Linked DNA regions of Mus musculus: region 2 is linked to region 1. The links are chromatin contacts, called in public HiChIP or PLAC-seq maps. All regions are on one chromosome and are shown on one strand. Each heading gives the region's core, a stretch centred on a gene start, on an enhancer-like site or on the middle of the called end of the contact. The rest is flanking DNA. Distances are from core to core; before and after follow the strand shown. Region 1 holds the start of Cd2ap (CD2-associated protein). Region 2 holds the start of Slc25a27 (solute carrier family 25, member 27).

The links. HiChIP or PLAC-seq counts read pairs in DNA pulled down with a chosen protein or histone mark.
Region 2: a contact with region 1 is called in an H3K4me3 HiChIP or PLAC-seq map of bone marrow-derived macrophages, with 4 times the contacts expected there. The contact joins the promoter of Slc25a27 here to the promoter of Cd2ap in region 1. A contact is called at or near these places in 2 of 39 promoter capture datasets (liver and pre-B cells), 1 of 484 Hi-C or Micro-C datasets (olfactory sensory neurons) and 2 of 115 datasets of contacts at active chromatin or transcription factors (bone marrow-derived macrophages and memory CD8 T cells).

The regions. Positions count from the first base shown.
Region 1 is chr17:42,875,125-42,880,917 of GRCm38.p6, forward strand. Cd2ap (CD2-associated protein) reads right to left here and starts at 1,300. Exons shown (of 18, transcript NM_009847.3): 1 at 1,189-1,300. The coding sequence starts at 1,192.
Region 2 is chr17:43,662,624-43,669,204 of GRCm38.p6, forward strand. It overlaps Slc25a27 (solute carrier family 25, member 27), which reads right to left and starts at 4,591. Exons shown (of 9, transcript NM_001357122.1): 1 at 4,277-4,591; 2 at 1,451-1,642. The coding sequence starts at 4,379. Cyp39a1 (cytochrome P450, family 39, subfamily a, polypeptide 1) reads left to right here and starts at 4,749. Exons shown (of 12, transcript NM_018887.4): 1 at 4,749-5,171. The coding sequence starts at 4,986.

The DNA.
Region 1 (5,793 bases), core at 50-2,549:
TCTCCTGAGTCAAAAAGCACTTGGTGTATAAAAGGTACACAAAGCAGGAGGGAAGCGGAGGGAGAATAAAATTAGAAGCTCTAAGAAAACAGAATAGCCAGTGTCTGTAAACACTAGCTAAATTTGTCTCCCACAAAACAAAGTGTGGGCACGGGGTGCCACATCAGCAGAGCTCCTGTTTTTGTTGGGCTTCTAAATCATCCGCTAGTTTCCTGAATTATTAATTTCAGTAATGGTTTTAAGCAGCATCGACTCTGGAGTGAGAACGTGATAATGTCTTTCTGATTTATACCACAAAACCAAATACTGGTCTTACACTTTTTGCCTTGTGGTAACACCAAGCTGGGGGCGGGGGGGCGGGGGAGAAACATACTTTTACTTTACTTTTAAATTATAACCATTCGAGGGAGCTCGTGTCTAGCCCAGACGCAACTTATCAAAAGAACTGTTACACCACTGAACAAAACTCCTTTTCAAAGAAGTCCGCTGCGACGCTTGCTCTCTCTCTCTCTGACTCCAAACGAAAACCTGAAGAACGCACAGAAAAACAACCTTGTGGCCCCGGTACTTTTGCTCGCCTCCAAGAAGGAAGTCTCCCTCCAAACAGGAAACAGCAAACAGCTCCTCCAGAGGTTCCAACTGGGAATCCTAGAATAACCGAACCCCTAACCCAGTCCTCAGGAGGAGGAAATTCGCCGCGCTGCTAGGTGCCAACACACCTGACAAGGCAGACGACGAATACCAGGAAAAACGATTTCAAAAAACTGACCCACGAAAAGAGGAAGGGGAGAGAAGTCACAAATCACTGCCAAAAAGCCCAGCCGATCGCAAAGAGAATTAAGTTTCTTCCTGTGCTTCCAATTCTCTATGACAAAATGTCTGTGTGTGTGTGTGTGTGTGTGTGTGTGTGTGTGTGTGTGTGTGTGCGCGTGCATAGTAGATGTGGGGGTGTGAGTGCATTCTTTTTTAAACCAATCTGTACCAAGCCACCGAGTAGCAGAGCTGCAAGTGCCACTTTCTCAAGTTCGCGATCGCCCTCCCCCATGGAAGTCAGGGGCTCCCAGAGGGCGCAGGGCAACGGGTCACGGGTTCGAGCCCCGCTGTCCCGCACAAGGACCGACGAGGGGAGAGCCCGATTGGAGCCGACCCGCGTGCGAGGAGCCCAGTGGCCGGCGCGGTAGTGCTTACCCATGCTGCGGCTCTGGCGGGGAGAGCGCGGCCCCGCGGCCCCTTCTGTGCACCGGCTCAGGCGCGGCGGGGAAGCGACTCCATCCGCCCGCGGCGCGCTTGGCCGCTCCTCACGCCCGGCCTCGGCCGCAGCCCCGGCAGGCGGGGGTGGGAGGGGGGGTGGAGAACGGGGTCCGCGCCTGAGCACAGGGCGCACTCAGCCACGCTCCCGGGCCGCTTCCGCTCGCAGCTGGCTGAGGCACTTGGCGGGGTCTCGCACGGTCAGCCCGCACCCGCTCCCTCGGAGGCGGAGCGCGCCACGCTCGAGAACGCGGTGGCAAGCCACGGGCCCAGTGTGAAGAGAGTCGGGACCCGGCTGGGGCGAAATCTCGCGAGAACGATCTGGGATTCCCGGCCACGCCCCCTGCGGCCCCCGCGCGCGCCACCCAGGCTCCGGCAGCTGGTGCCAGGTGCGGTGACGTCACGCGGGGGCGCGCGCCACCATCCTCCAGGTGTGGCGGGCTGCGGGCACTTGGTCTCCCTGGGGTGTACGACACAGCTGGCTGCCCGGCCCATACAGATACCAAAGGGGTTCTGCAAAATGAGCCCCGGTTACCCCACTTTCTTTTTTCTTTCTTTTTTATTTATTTTTTTTTTTTGCAAAGGTGTCGCTTGTGAGAGATCTAAAAGAGAACAGCTATGGGAGCGAGAACTTCGAAGTTCAAGGCGGGGTCCCCTTCCCCCCCCCGCAAATGTGGGGACCCCACAGTTCACCTACAGAGTTCCCTGCGGGTCAAAAGCAATGTTTTTCTTTGGGGTGGGTGAGAAACGCAGTGAATTTTTCATAGGCATACATTATTGTATTCCTTGAGTCTCTTGTTGGCCAAAGATGACTTCCTACACCCTCTTTTGAAATAGAAATCGTTCTAAATTAGGCATCGTGGTTTGAAACATTGCCAGGCATTATTTTTTTTTTCCTCTAGAGTCAATATGAAGGCCGGCGTAGGATTATTGTAATCAAACACGAGCTTTCTTCAACTTATTGACAAATTTAATTAATATGACCTTAATTTTCCTCCCCTCCTATTTGAAAAAGTCAACTTCAAGGCCTGAGCAAGTATGGGGGAGCAACGTGTTGACTGCCAACTATTGTGCCTAGTGTTGGTTTTTTGTTTTTTTTTTTTTTTTCAAGAAATTACGCCTTTGAATTCTCACAGCTACCGGACACTTAAACTGCTTTGCCCGTTGGAACCAGGCCGACTTGGGTCTCTGAAACTCAGCTCTGCCGTTTATTTTTTTGTAGGTCCCTGGGTGAATGAACCTGACTGGAGCTTTAGCAGTTAATGTGTTAAAAGAAATGTTTATTTACAGTGTAGAACAAGAGTAGAGACTTTGTAAATAGCCATTCCCACTCCCTCCTATAGCCCCGCTTTGAGCATCTTTCACTACTCCTAAAAAGATTGCCAATGGTGAATTCTGAAGCAAAACTTGTAGAAACAAGTGGATAAAACAGTTGCAATTAGTTCTGTGCAAGAAGAAACAAGGAAAACATTTCATTTGCACAAATAAACAAGATGTCAGCAGGGTATCACTGAACTCACTTGCCTTGTATTAGTCAAAGACTATTTATTGAGCAATACGTTCATTGTCTCCTCCCAAGCAAAGAACACAAATAAAAAATTCATAGCCCTTATCCTTCGTGACTTTGCATTCTGTTTCAAAGGCAAGACATGAACACAAAACAACTTAATAAACAGCCTAAAGTAGACCAAGTTGGGTTGTAAGAACCTAAAAGAAATTAAGTTATGACCAGCAAGGGAAGTCTCAAGGAGAGAGGCTGCACAGAGAAGTAAAACCAAAAACTCTCACAGTTCTAAAGCTAGGAGTGTCTTCCAAAGATAAAACCATGAAATCCAGGATTGTATTTATTTTTACATGTATGTGTTCCACATGTCGGTGCACCACATGCTTGCCTGTTCCTGTGGAGACTAAAAAAGGTCCATAAATCCCCTAGACTGGAGTTCCAGGCAAGTTTGAGCCACCAGATGGGAGTGCCAGGAACCAAACCCAGGTCCCCTACAAGAGCAGCAGGTGCCTTTAACAGCTGAGCCGGCAAGATGGTTCTTTGGGTAGCCAATGGATTCTTTTCACTCTGACCATTTACACACACACACACACACACACACACACACACACACACTTTTTAATCTTCTGCACAGTGAACATGTTAATCTGGCGTCATGAGACATCACATACTCTGTAACTGACACGATTTCCAACCAATCCAAATAATGTCTATCTACCATCATGTTTTCCTGGAGTTTTCTTAGGACTTAATCAAAAAATAAATAACTGCATTAAAATATTTTCCTGTTGGTAAAACTTTGTGACAAGGACCAATATAGTACCGAAGTGTTAGCAGTTACTCTAGGCTCCGCCCAACAGCTACCCAGCAACTAGTGTTGGCTTTGCCTGCCAGGTGCAAGCCAACCTGGCATATAAGAATTGTTCGGCTACCCTAGCTCTCTGTCTCTCTGTCTCTGTCTCTCTCAGTGTGAGTGTGTCTGTCTGTCTGTCTGTCTGTCTGTCTGTCTGTCTCTATGTCTCTGCTCTGTCTCTATCTCTGTCTCTCTCTCTCCTTCCAGTGTTCCCAACCCACCTCTTTCTCTCTTTCTCTTCTCTCTTTCTGTCATTCTCTGTCCCCCTCCTTTTTCTACCCCTTTTCCAGGTCCCCTTCCCTTCCCCCATAAACTTCCTTTTGTACTAGGCTTGTCGTAGGGTGGTGACTCCTCAGGGGAACACCTTGGCCTGCCAGCTGAGGTGCCCCTCCCACCTCTTTATGCCACCGTTTTATAAAACACAACAGAAGGAAAATCGAATGTTAACTAAATCGGGTTGTTTTTAAGGTACTTGTTGAGCGCAGAAGTTGCCAGCAACTAATTCTTCTTTGTTTCTTTGTTCTTAGTTTCAAAATACTAGGTTTCCTGAACAGTGTTTTAATTGTTATCTTGTTTGGCTTGGCTAATTTCTGCTGCAGTTAAGTTTCTACCACCTCGATATTTTTTTTAAAACTGCTCTTTAGAAAACAATTGTAGGAAATTATAATCTTAATCACAAAGCGTATACAGTGAGTTCATAAAAAAAAAAAATCTGAGCATACAGCCTCCCTTACATTCTCCTATACCCTACCCTCTGCTGGAACTGGTGTCCCATCCATCAGCCGGTGACAGGATCCTGTTATTCCACTAGCAGTTTGGGGGATACGCTCAGACATGTGACCACTCTAAGCATTCCCACTCTTGTTGTCTTTTAAAAGTTTTAAATCTAGGCCTGGTGGGGAGGCTCAGTGGTAGGATGTTTACCTGGTGTGTGCAAGCTCTAGGTTCCTTCTCAGCTCTGAAAACTTGTTTTTAATTCATCAGTGATGATAATAAAGGAAAAGAAAAGAGAGATGAAAACAATAATATGATGGCCCCATTCAACGGCATCACCAGTCTGCCTACTGCAGGGACCTTTTTAATGTTGCTGTCTGCACTAGATTGGATACCAATGTCATAGGCTCCTCAAAGGATCTCTACAGGAGTCTCTTTCAAGAACTAATAGTCCCCCAGAATGTTAAAGCTGTCTATTGGTGACAGGTTCTCACTTTGTAGCCCAGGTTGGTATCCAACTTGTAATCCTCCTGCCTTACCTTCCAAACCCTGGGACTTCAAGTTTGCCCTACCATTCTATACTTTTTGGTTTATTTAGATTGCTGTTCTTGAGACAGGATCTCTTCTGGAACTCAGAGATCCTTCTGTCTTGGCCTTTCCAGTGCTGAGACCAAAGTTGTAGCTACCATACTGTACTGGCTAGTTTTGTGTCAACTTGACACAGCTGGAGTTATCACAGAGAAAGGAGCTTCAGTTGAGGAAATGCCTCCATGAGATCCAACTGTAAGGCATTTTCTCAATTAGTGATCAAGGAGGAAAGGCCCCTTGTGGGTGGGACCACCTCTGAACTGGTAATCTTGGGTTCTATAAGAGAGCAGGCTGAGCAAGCCAGGGGAAGCAAGCCAGTAAGGAACATCCCTCCATGGCTTCTGCATCCGCTCCTGCTTCCTGACCTGTTTGAGTTCCAGTCCTGACTTCCTTGGTGATAAACAGCAGTATGGAATTGTAAGCTGAAAAAACCCTTTCCTCCCCAACTTGCTTCTTGGTCATGATGTTTGTGCAGGAATAGAAACCCTGACTAAGACACATACCTAGCTTTCCATGTCATACTTAAATCTGACCCCCTACTGATTGTAAAATATCTTGAGTTTATTTATTTTCCTGTGTACGAGTATTTTGCCTGCATGTATAGTTAAGTCATTGTTGTTTACATGAAATTCCCTATTGCAAGAAGAAAAAAGCTGTATCTAGAAACAGCATAGGACAGACTAATAAAATGTGAACTCTCCCCTCCTCCATCCTTATTTGGTTTGTTGTTTTGATTTGGCTTTTTGTTGTTGTTGTTGCTGCTTGTTTGGTTGACTTAATTTGATTTGGTTGGTTGGTGAGACAGGGTCTCACTGTATAGCCATGGCTACATAGCTACTCCCTATGTAGACCAGACTGGCTTTTAATTTACAGAAGTCTGCCTGCT
Region 2 (6,581 bases), core at 3,341-5,840, 790 kb after region 1:
AGAACTCCCAGCACCTTCTCTATGTCTGCCTGCATGCTGCCATGCTTCCTGCTATGCCAATAATGGACTAAACCTCCGAAACTATAAATAAGCCTCGATTAAATGTTTGTCTTAAAAACAACCTCACAAAATAGCTCTGTGTGTTGATTTTTAACTCAAACAGGAAACTCTGGAGCTTGGTGTACAGAGGATATCTCTTTGAATAAGCATATGTGATTGCCCTGGAGAATCCATGAACAGTTCTTCTCTTTCAGGTTTAAAGCACATGAGAAAGATCTTAGCTGAAGAATAACAAACTGGCTAATACAAATGACAAGTCAAAGCACAGCACAAGAATGGGGTCCAAAAGAGAAACGCTTTAAAAGTTACAAAACGGCATCGTTAACGTCAATCCATGGTGCCCATGCAAGAGATTTGCTTGATATTTCAGGCAGTTTGACTTGGTATCTCAAAAAAAACAAAAACAAACAAACAAACAAACAAAAAACCCTGCAAAAATAGTGTAAGTTTGTGTACATAATTCCGACTCTTAAAACTCATGTGCTAACTTACTCACAGAGTGGAATGTTAATAATAGCAAGCCTGTACATCATTAGAACTGATGCTCTCTGGGCCAAGGAAACAGCTTGGAGGTGGAGGGGCAGAGAGCCACACTTATCTCAGTGTCCCTCTGGAACCAACTTCATGGTCTCCTCTCTATAAAGCTGACATAGCCACAGCACCCATTCCTGTGAGCGATTCTTTGGAAGCACGGATAGAAAGGTTTCCCTCTGTGACAGTGACCACTAATCACCCACAGAAGCAGTTCTCCTTAATTTTCACTGTGTTTAAGGTTTCTAAATAAGGGGAAAGGATGTAAATCATTCATGTCCGTCTGTCTTATACCATTAAAGAACTCACAGGGAAAACTTTGCAAACATACAGCTTAGTAGAAGCAGTTATAACTCCCTCTATATCAGGATGTATTAAGTGATGACACTCAGTGAATTATCTTTCTCTCTTCATGGATATGTGTGCGTACAGTGAGGATGGCGTGTAGATATGCTTGCATGTGTGCAGAGTCATATTAGTGTGTGGTTATGCAAGCACATAGCTACATGTGCATGTGCCGAGGTCCAAAGTTGAGACCAGTTGTCCTCTTCTGTCACTTTCCATGTTATCTGCTGCTCGCCATTTCCCGCTAGACCACTTGCCAGCCTGTCTCAAGGTTCTCCTGGACAATCCCAGGGCATTGCACCACATGGAAGTTAAATACTTCCATACACTAGTCTCAAAATTTAGGGCAGTAACTCCTTAATAACACTTGGAAAGATTTTCTTCTATTGATTTATTGTATCAGTTGGGGGTGGGGGAGGAATAATGTCTTTGCTGGATTTTGCATCCAGCTGAAGAGAAAAGCAAAGAATACAGAACCCATAACAAACTTACCAGCTAGAATCAAGATAAATACCTACGTGTCTGTAAATGGCGGGCGTCACTCCTTGCCACAGCTTTAGGAAGCCTTCCTCCTGAACAATTCCCAGGGCCGTGCGCACCATGCCCCTATAAGGGGCAGAGTCCACTGCGCCATCTCCCAACCTAGCAAGGGCAGCTTCTCCTTGCATCTGGAGTCGGGTTTTTGTGAGATCGAGGGGAAAGGTTGCTAATGAAATAGAAAACAGATGAAGGGGAGGAAACCCCAAAACATTCAGACAAACCAACAAAAAAAAACCTCTAAAATCAGAGGATTAGCATTCCCCCAAGATTTGGAGCCTCTGAAGTAGGAGAATATGGCAGCCTCAGCTAGGGAACCTGCGGAAAACACACACTTCCAAACCCATCCCCACACACCCTGACCTCATAGGTTGATTTAGAGAGTACAATCTCACGCCTTCCCAAATCTAAAATTCCCTGCCCCAAAGCATCCCCAGATACAAAGGCAAAACAAAATAATCCCACAAAAGCAGGGCAACCCTTGATCTCTTTTTAATAAAAAAAATTAATCTCAAACCCAATTTAGTTTTCCCAATGAGAAACAGCTTCAAGTATCCCCGTTCTGTCTCCTTGACCATAGCCACTATCATTTGAGATCTAATACAAATTTAGAACAAATTTAAAGTGGAATTCTATGATTTTTATAGGTTCTTCTTCCCCGAGAATGAATCACAGGACTGATGTTTGAGATGGAGAAGATGCAATGAGGTTGGAACATCTTCTGTATACAGGGGTAGCAATGTTCTTCAAACTGAGGCAACTTCTGAACGGATAAGTTTTATACATGGCCTATTCATGAGTTCTTTGTAAGTCGCAACTTTAGTTAACTGGAAAATTTGCTTATATGTTGAATTAGAGACAGTTTATCTTGATCTGAAAGCCTATTCTAGCTACTTGGTCCATCATACACTTCGTACACACAATACCCTGAAGAACTCTTAAGAAGGATATGGGGTCAAGCTCATGAACATCGCTTAGAGTACACAAAGATTTTCAGTGACCGCTGCCTGATCCACGATCCATGAATACCTTTCCAAAGACAGGAGAGGGGGCGGGGAGGGGGATGTGTTACATCTTTCCATTAGGTTCTGGAAAAGTTGCTAACCAATAATGTCCCTAAGATGTTTTCTTATCTTGCATATATATGGAGTCTTAAAAAGTTTCCAGTGGTATACACACACACACACACACACACACACACACACACCTTAAAAAGTGTCTTATCAACACATGAAACTGAGCAAAGTATGAAGAGGCAAGAGCTCTAAGTACAAATGCTGCTTCTCAGAACACATGTTTTCTTCCTTCCTTTTCCTTTGGTTACCTTGTGGCTGGGGCATTCGTGCTGAATCAGTGTGAACTCCCCTTTACCAACTAACTTTGATCCCTTGGCCTTCTGTCCCTATTCTTCACCCGTTTCTCCCCAACACATTTCACAGGACCGTTTCTGGACAAGCCACTGAGCTTTCAGGGAGCCATCAAACCACTAATGCAGCTCATCACTCGGCTGACTCGTTTTAGATGTCTTTAGAAGCTGGTGAATTTTATTTAGGAAAATCAATGATTAAGGAAAATAAAATTGTGTTAGCTTTGATTAGAAAGAAGACAAATAGATGGGCCAAAGGCAAGAAAGGAAGAGTCTAAAGGGCAAAGCAATAGGTAGTGTGCTGGCTATGCTAGGCATAAAAATAAATAAAGCTCCGCTAGAGACGGTTGGATAACATTTTCAAATAACTAATGCACCAGAGACATTTTCCTTTTTCTTTCTTTCTTTTTTTAATGGACAAAAAAATGTAAGGGTAATCTCAAATAGCTTCACAGAGACCACAGGTTGTACTCAAAACCTCCCTGCCCCCTTCCTGAAAAACAACAACAACCACAACAACACCCCCACCCTTTGCTCATGCCATAGTGCCGTAATCCACTTTAGGTGGTCTGTTTATTTACTTATTTATTTATTTGTTGTTGTTGTTTGTTTCTTTGAACTCACTTAGGCAGATGGATCTGTCTTGTTTTGTTTTGTTCCTATAATGTTCTTGGAACACACAGAAATAGCTTCTCTGCAACAGGCAGCAGCTGTAAATAAATGTCTTTCTCTGCATGTGCCACCCCCCACCCGCCACCCCACTGAGCCTGGAAGAAGGCCACACTGGGGTTTTTTGCAATTGTATATCCAGGACCCACTACTGCATCAACTGGAATAATGCTGCCCCTACCTTGCATTTACCACATATAAAAATTACTTCTCAGAATTCCCCTTAACGGGTATAGGCTCAGAGAAGTGATGTGGCTGACTGGCATTAAGCAAATGTTCCAGAGGGATGGTTAACAATTGGAGTCCCTCAAGGTAGGACTCACTGTCCCCCTTCCCCCAACTCAAATCTTAAAGACTCCCGAGGCAGCATAAGACTATAAACCACAAAAAACGATCCCAGGGAGGATGAAAAAGAAAAAAACAAACCAAAACCAAACCAAAAAACTGTGAACAAATGGATTATGGTTCTATAAAGGTCATCCTTACGAAAGGGGAAATGTTTCCTAGAGAGGTATAGGGCTCATGAAGAGCCCAAGAGTACTCACTCAGGCATAAGACAACATCCCTGGGGATGGGAAGACAAGGACCCTGGACACCTCCAATCCACGCTCCTCCCGAAGCTGGCCTACTGGGCACCTGACCACATCCTTGCGAGGGTCCAACCTCTGAAGATGCACTCCAGCCAGGAGTGAGGCTGCCCGCCCATCCCTCCCCCAGCACGATGCCGCAGCCACTCGCTGGGGAGGCCGAGGCGGGGGCGGCCGGTACCTAGCTCGGCCACGGTTGCGGCGCAGCCGGACAGTAGGAACTTGCTCGTCCGGGGCCATCTCTGCGTGAGCGGCAGCAGCTTCTCCTCCTCGGCGATAGGCATTCAGCAGCAAGTCAGGACCACTGGGCACCGCTGGTCGCCTGGGAACCTGCCACCCTGCCGGCGCCGCCCCTTTTCAGCCCGAGAGAGGTCAGGTCAGGACCATGTGCCTTTATTACGCTCTGCAAAGGCGCCGCCCGCCTGGTAGCTGGACCGGTCCGGCGGCCTCAGGTGCTGAAAAACAAAGCCGCACCCAAGAGGCTTCTGGGAAATGTAGTTCTTGGGGGCTCAGCGACTTCTCTGATTGGCTGGTAGCTAGGCGCCCGCTGCAAACAGCTAGTTTACTCGAGCTCCGCCGCCTCAGGATGTGTTCCCGCCTCCTCCGTCCCAGCCCAGCCCAGCCCAGTTCAAATCAAAGCTTTTTTTTTTTTTTTTTTTTTTTTTTTTTTTCTCATAATTTGAAAGCCGTGGGAAGGTGGAAGATAGCCACAATGCAAAAATCACACAAAAACTGGGGCGGGGCAAAGGAACCACAGTTACGCAAGAGAATTTGTTTAAAAAGTTTCTCGGCTCAGAGTTTGCAAAACTGGGCGCATTTTCCTCAGTCGGCGGGGGACTAGGAGATTCCCCTGGAGAAGGACGTTTTCAAACGTCTGTTGATTCTGGAAGATGGGCATTATGGAGTTATTCTCACCAATAGCAATCGCCGTTCTGGGAAGCTGTGTTCTTTTCTTATTCTCTCGGTTGAAGAATTTGCTTGGACCCCCGTGCATCCAAGGCTGGATTCCCTGGATTGGAGCTGGACTTGAGTTTGGGAAAGCCCCTCTTGAATTTATAGAAAAAGCAAGAATCAAGGTATGTAGCAGTGACAGGGAGTTTGGAGGGAGGTAGTATTTCCTTTTCTAATTTTTCTTTTATTAAACTCAGTGTTGGAACATTGGGCATACACATACTTCCGGCAATTCGTCTACTCTGTTTCTCTACATACCTTGTTGGAAATAGTCAGGTCTTTTGACTGTTAGTAATTCCCTGCAGTTAATTCTAAGTGGGTGTTTATTAACATTGCAGATGTAAGCTTGTAGTTTGGGGGCGGCGACAGAAGAGTTTCCATGATTTCAGTTTGTGAAAACGAGTAATAAATTTGTATCACAAGTAGAGGTAACTCTACGATTTTATAAAACTTGATTTGCTAAATTGATCTTTACAGATTAAAAGCTCCCCAATATTCTTTCTTTCTCTCCCCATCCCTACCACCAGATACTATTTTATTGGTGAGTTCCTCCCTCCCTTATTCCCTGCCCTGAGGAAATAAGTAATGGATTCCACTGTAAGGGTTTTTTTTTTTTTTTTTTTTCCCATAAAGCAGCTACTGAATGTTGAACAGTTTAGAGAAGGCACTTTTACTGGCTGGCCTTTTAATTTCTATTCATATTTTGGCGGCCAAGATCTTACTGTGGTTTTGGTTGGGAAGCCAGCATGGTGGATGAAGTGCTTTCTGCAGCAACCACAAAAACCTGAGTCCATACCTCAACCCCTCCAGGTTCAGTGAGAGAGGCTTTGTCTCAAAAACTGAGGTGGAGGGCCAGCAAGAGGGCTCGGTGGGTAAAGGTGTCTGCTGCCAAGCCTGGCATCTTGAGACTGAACCTTAGAACCCACATGGTGGAAGGAGAGAATCAGCTCTCTCAGATTGTTCTCAGACCCCCACATGGGCGCTGTGATACACACATGCCCATATTCCATGTAAACACAATATATGAATAATATTTTCTTATCATTTAGTATTTCTTCTAGCCCTCCCCCACTTCTGTGTGTGTACACTCATGTGTTGGTGTTCTAATCCATGCATGAAGGACTACATGGAGTTCAAAGGTTTGCACCAGGGTGTCTTCCTAGTTTGTTTTTCCACTACATTTTGTTGGGACAGGTCCTCAAACTGCATCTGGAGCTCATCCAGTCAGCTAAGACTGGCTGTTTAACAAGCCTCTGGGAACTGCCTGTCTCTGTCTCCCTGGCTTCTGGAGAATTAGGGATGCGAGCTTTTATGTCTGGGTTTTGCCTGGGGTCTGGGGATTTGAACTCTGATCCTCATGTTGGCACAGCAAGCACTTTGTCCACTGAGCCATATTCTAGTCTTTGATGGCTGTATTTCATCAAATAAGGATAAGATATTTTATTTAAATTCCAGTAGTTGGGTGATATGGGTTGCTGCTAACTGCTTTTCGTTGTTTCAACCATTCCCTCAATGGATATTCTTATGTGCATGCA